2 separate regions of the Mus musculus genome follow, and region 1 is linked to region 2. The links are chromatin contacts, called in public Hi-C maps. All regions are on one chromosome and are shown on one strand. The core of a region is the stretch at or near the end of the contact, and the rest is flanking DNA. Distances in the headings are between cores, read along the strand shown.

Region 1 (2,790 bases), core at 227-2,726, 640 kb after region 2:
CTGGGAAGAAAACCAGAAGAAGGGGGTTACAAGTGTGAGAAAGGAGGCTGGAGGGGTGGAAAGGGAAGAAAGCTGCATGTTGGGCACTTGTGAGTTCTGCCTCCCTCCTGCGGGGTAAAGTATCTATCACCTCCCCAAGACACCCCACCATGGTACTCCCAGTCCCACCATAATGTCCTTCTGCCATTAAACAGCCTCTGGGGAAATCAGGTCCCATTGGGCCCTCTTCCAGAGAACAAGGCTCCAGCCTGGGTCCCAGGGAAGCCACCAGGGCCACACTACTGAAGCTGAGTGGCTAGAGCCCAGAGTCAGTGAGAAAAGACTGAGTTCGAATTCTGGCTGTCCCAAATCCTAGCTGGGAAACATTGGGCGGGTTACCTCACCGCTCAGCGATTCACTTCTATTCCTGTCATGACAAGCTTATACCTCAGCTAATGTGCTAAGTGCTCAGACAACACCTGCACATAGTAGGCTTCCTGAGCTGCAGCTATGGTTAATAAGGTCTTGGAGAGCTACTTCCTTCATCCAGTCACTCAGAAAATGATTATGGTGACCTCACTCAAATGAGACAGTGCTCTTCCGAGCAACCCCATGGCAGGACTGGGACCCCTTAAGAACCACTGGCACAAGGGGGCAGAGGTGAACAAGAGCCAGGGTTGGGCAGAGACTGCCTGGGCAGTTAAAGAAGCAAAAGGGACCTCCTAGGGCAGAGGGCTAAGGCCACCCACCAGTCCCATCAGCCCCATCTCCTGGGACTGCCCTTCCCCCTTGGTCTTTGGGGCAACGATTTGTGCTGGTTCAGGCCTGGAAATACCAGAAATACCAGAAACTGAAGTTGTCTCTTTGGGCGGCCACAGCATAAAACCAACCAACATGAGCCTGCTATTAACCTCAATTAGCTTGGAGAAGATTCCATCCCAGACTCCCTTGCTCCAGCCAAGCCCCTCAGTGCAGGCCCAAAATGGCCAAGCAGCAAGTGGGCAGTGGAAAGGACCGTGGGTGGCACTCCCTGCCTAAGAAAGAACTGCACCGAGAACAGGGTGTCCTGCGTGTTGGGGGCTGAGCTGCCTCCAACTCCAGCGCCCAGGCTAGGCTGCCTCTGTCCACAGAGCAGCACAGTGGAGGTGACCGTTCTCATCTGACCGTGGTGACTGCTCCCTAGGGCAGCTGGGAGCACAGGCCTGGGTGTTGCAGAGGTAATTGCCAACCAGGGGGCCAAAGCCTGCCCCCACCACTCTTGTGGACACAGACCCTGCATCTAAAGACAGAAGGCCAGCCACAGCACACAGAGGCCCTCACAGGGTCCTGGATAGAGAGCAAGGCCCACTGTCTGGTAACACACCCAGCCCAGTGGATGCTCTGCTCACACACTGCCCCAGCTCACCCCCAAGAAAGAGACTCCACAACAGCTACCCCCAAGGCACAGTTCCTAGGAGGATAAAAACATCCATTCAGGCAGGGGAGGAGGGCTGTCACCAAAATAGAATTGCTTAGCAGCGATGGGCAGAAGATGCAAACACTACAGAGAGGCGGGCAGACCTGTGCTACAGACCCCTGTCTCTATCACCTGATCACGGGGACTGGGGCGGGCTTGTGGGCAATACCCTCCTTCCCCCCAGTCAGCAGGAGGGGCTCGATGCTAGGAGCTGCCAATGCTATGGCTTGTTTTCAAGTCTCAAGGAAGCAGGAGACATTGTGAGCTGCAGGGCCAGCCTGAGGAAGAGCAGGGTCACAAGGGAGAACTTAGAGCCCAGGGAACTGTTCAACAAAGGAGCAGAGCTGGGGTGGCAGTGTGACTGCACCCCTTCACAGCCGCTGCAGCCCCCTCAACTCCCCAGATTGTCACAAAATGACATGAGGATCCCTTGCCTTCTGGAGGAGGCAGTGGGAATGGCATTCTTCAGGAGCTGAGCGATCAGACCCTGAAGCCAGGCTGTCTGCTGGCTCAGCCACGTGCTGCGGGACAAGCTGCCAAGGCTCTGTAAAATGGGGGTGACCATAGCTCTTGCCTCACCAGGATGTTGGGAGGACGCGCTGGTCCTCACGTGGGGAGGAGGTTCAGCTACTGGTGTGATCAGAACCAGGACCTACTGTGTGCTCGGCAGGCAGGCTTGTCCCTCCTTGGTGCCCAGCATTCAGCAGGCCTCATATGCCTCTCCTGTTCTGCAAGGAAAATACAGATGTGGTGGGTGCCCCAGGACCTAGCCCTTTCCTCCCTCTGCCTCCCACAGGGACCCGGGAGGCGGCCTTTGTATACGCCATCTCTTCAGCAGGTGTGGCCTTTGCAGTGACAAGGGCATGCAGCAGTGGAGAACTGGAGAAGTGTGGCTGTGACCGGACAGTGCACGGGGTCAGCCCACAGGGTAAGCATATCTGTCCAAAGGGAAGGACAGGGGCCTAGCCCCAGGCCCAAACTCACCCCAGAACTCTTTCTGCCCTCCACACCCCAGGCTTCCAGTGGTCAGGATGCTCGGACAACATCGCCTATGGCGTAGCCTTCTCACAGTCCTTTGTGGACGTCCGGGAGAGGAGCAAGGGGGCCTCCTCCAGCCGGGCACTCATGAATCTTCACAACAACGAGGCTGGCAGGAAGGTAGAGTGGTACCAACCCCATCGACACTGGGGCAGGGCTGCACGGGCAGAGTCCCCGTGGAAGTTCGTCTTCTCATCGGGCACCTCTGTAGGCCAGGGGTTGGTAGTGGGGGGCCAGGGGGAGCAGATCCAGTCCAGTCCACCCAGATATCATGTGCTTAACTTGCGATCCCATCTGCCTTCCTGATATCTACACCC
Region 2 (2,964 bases), core at 109-2,608:
ACCTTAATTCCATGCCCTACACTCACACCAACTCATGCCCCACAACACCTCCAGATGTTTTTGCGCTGCACTGTTGAAGCTGCTACGTTTTGGAGTGACCTTTCTCTCAGCCTGTAGCCTCCCCCTGAAAGCCCACCCTGATAGCCCATCCCATCTGGTTTTCTCTTGCCTCATACGCCAGAGCTGGATTCCTTTGTTTTCTGCGCCTAAGTGACCATGTTCGGGTGGACCCTGGTGCGGGGAAGCCAAGGCTTGTGGCCCTTTCTGGAGCCGTGGCCCTGAACCAGTGTTTTACTTTGCGGGACCGAGGTGGACAAAGGGTTTTCCAGGCCTGCAGCACCCAGCCTAATGCTCCTGTTTTATAGATGAGAAGCTATGGCCCAGTGAGGAACAGTCTCTCCTGGGGCCCGTGGCCCTAGTTAGTGACAGAAGTAGGTTACATCTTGTCTTTTGAGTGCATTTGCACCTCTCCCTGCCAAAGGTCTTCCTCTGGGAACTGTCCCTGGAAATGACAGGCACCTGGAGAAGCAAGGGTGGCATTGGGGTGGGTGGTGGTCTCCGGTGGGAGTCCTTCAGCAAGGGGTGGGATCTATGAGGGGGTGCAATGTTAGTGAGTGCCCACAAGGGGGCAGCATAGACCTCTCAGCCATAGAGAAGGTGGGCGCTCTGGATACTGGAAAGGGTGGACTTGAGGCCCAGCTGGTAAGTAGATTGTATAAGTGTTCTCTGCTACTCTTGTGTCTGCTCAGAAGCAGTGGGTCTAGCACTAAGGATGTCACTATTGACCATAACTTCTTTCCTAGAGATAAGGTCTTATGTGGCCCAGGCTGGCTTTGAACTCACTAAGTAGCTAAGGATGCCACTGATCTTCTAACCCTCCTGCCTCCATTTCTTGAGTACCGAGTTTACAGTCATATATTACCATATCCGGTTTATGCAGTGCTGGGGGGTGGAACCGAGTGCTTTGTGCATGCCAGGCAAGCGTGCTACCAACCTACCAGCAAGACACCTTCAATACCGGCTCAGGAACAGGCCTGTTGATTGCCACTAACAGCCCATTGTGAGACTTCTGGGGTGGGTGGCACAGCTCCGTCATACTTAACTTGGCCCCGAGTGGCTCTTCCAGGCACACTCTCCCAGAGCAGCTGGCCCCACTTCCATGGTGCCCTGGCCCAGGTTCACAAAACAGCTTTCTTTCCTCAAGAAACAAGCTTGGGCTGAACAGCCGGAAGCGGTTCCTGATGCTGGGCAGGTGGGAGCTAGTGCTTGGGGGGGCTGGGAGTGGGGAGATGGATGGGGGGTGGAGCCAGGAAGGGATTAGTAACTAGGCAGCAGATAGCTCCAAGCTGTGTGCCCATGTGAGCGGGCAGCCTAAGTGGAAGGCGCTTGGCAGCAGGGCCTACCACTCCCTGCTGAGCATTGAGGAGTGGGGGGAGGACGATGTCTTGTAGTTGAGAAGTGAGCAGGGCCTACACTCAGGACTGCCACAGTGACGGTGTCTGTTTGGTACCCTGAAGAGGAGACAGAAGGTCTGGATAGCACCCGTATTCTGGAAGTAGACATGTAGAGTCCTACGGCTTTACACGAATACTTTGGGCACTAGAGGGTGGATGGGCAGATGAGCTGGCTAGAAGACGCCAGCCTAGTGGCTTAAGGCAGGAAGCCATCTGACGGAAACACTGACTGCCAGGCCTCGTGGGGCTCTGGGGTGGTGGGAGGTGGGCTGGGGAGACAGTTAATCTGCAGAGCATCAGAGAAGCTCCCACCAGAAGGTGACCTTGTGTGCTGGGACAGCTGCCATCCGCGCTGGGTGTCTTTGGGCCATTAAGGGATGGCCAACGGGCCGCTGTTTGCTGCTTTGTGGGAAACTTGCCAATACTTGCCCTGTGTCCAGGCCCGCTGTCCCTACCCCAGGGACAAGCTTCCTCTCTAATCCCTTCCTTCCCTCTGCTCCCGGGTTGAGAATAGGTGAAGGACAGATGACAGGCTGAGCCACGATGGTTTTGCTCACTGCAGGGTCTTTTGCTGGTGGCCTGTGGCCTCAATCTTCCCCCATGGATAGGCTCCTCAAAGATGCTCACCAGACAAAGGAAATGGTCCTGAGATGAGCTGTCTCTGGGATACCCCTTCCTCTTCTAACAGTCTTATCTGCAGCACACACACTTCCTGCCTCCTTCTCCTCCTCTTCCTTCTCTTCCTCCTTCTCCTCCTCCACACAAAAGAACTACTCACAGTAAGTCCGAGCCCTTAGCACAGGAGACAGCATTGTGTGGGGGAGGGGGTTACATTTGTGGCTGAATGGGGTCCACGGGCCACCACTTCTAACGTGGCTTACTTAGCCAGGCACTGTACACGCAACGCAGAGCTGAGCCAACCCAGTGCCTACGCTTCTCTGCCTGTGCTTCTGATGACCCTAGGCTAAGAAGGCTACATGAGCTTCTTTGTTTGTTTGTTTGATTGCCTCCATGAGTTTCCTCAGCCTGGGCCTTTTGGATCCTGAGGGGCAGGGGGAAGAGTCCCTTGCAAGAGCATTAAAGTCATTTGGCAGGTCCCAAAGGTGCCAGGATCTTTTTCTTGGAACTTACAGAGTACAGGGGTCATTTTATAACTAAAGCATTTATTTCCATTCAATTCACTAACCGATTGTTCTGCTCGGATTCCCTGCATTTGCTCACAGGGGAGCCTGCGGCCAGACCCCTTGACTGATGATGGTGTTCCTCTGGCCAAGACCTTCAGACCCAGGCAAAGGCCTCGGGGAAAGAAGGAGTGGGAGAGAGACAGAGAGAGACAGAGAGAGAGAGAGACAGAGAGAGAGAGAGAGAGAGAGAGACAGAGAGAGAGAGAGACAGAGAGAGAGAGAGAGTCACGTGGTCTCCCGGGGTACCCTTGGAGGGCTGGGGTGTCACAGTGAATGATCAGGGTCCTGACTTCCCGGGTAGCCTGGTCCAGGCTCCCAGACATGAA

What was found. A called contact is a pair of places that touch in the nucleus more often than the background predicts.
Region 1: a contact with region 2 is called in a Hi-C map of cortical neurons, with 2.0 times the contacts expected there. The contact joins two enhancer-like sites. A contact is called at or near these places in 12 of 39 promoter capture datasets (the 3T3-L1 cell line, 3T3-L1-derived adipocytes, the HPC-7 cell line and 8 more), 2 of 15 datasets of contacts at CTCF or cohesin (embryonic stem cells and stem cell-derived epiblast-like cells) and 34 of 484 Hi-C or Micro-C datasets (B cells, the CH12 cell line, the G1E-ER4 cell line and 10 more).

The regions. Positions count from the first base shown.
Region 1 is chr4:137,293,210-137,295,999 of GRCm38.p6, forward strand. Wnt4 (wingless-type MMTV integration site family, member 4) reads left to right here. Exons shown (of 5, transcript NM_009523.2): 3 at 2,232-2,363; 4 at 2,451-2,593. Among named protein-coding and RNA genes, the nearest start is that of Wnt4, 17 kb to the left of the region's middle. Within about 2 kb of position 1,477, at least 18 of the 459 cell types and tissues checked have an H3K27ac peak or open chromatin away from gene starts, as enhancers often do. A contact at or near this core is called in cerebral cortex, cortical neurons and hippocampal neurons, where this site is marked.
Region 2 is chr4:136,651,008-136,653,971 of GRCm38.p6, forward strand. It overlaps Ephb2 (Eph receptor B2), which reads right to left. Exons shown (of 16, transcript NM_010142.4): 16 at 1-2,964. Among named protein-coding and RNA genes, the nearest start is that of Lactbl1, 30 kb to the left of the region's middle. Within about 2 kb of position 1,359, at least 45 of the 459 cell types and tissues checked have an H3K27ac peak or open chromatin away from gene starts, as enhancers often do. A contact at or near this core is called in cerebral cortex, cortical neurons and hippocampal neurons, where this site is marked.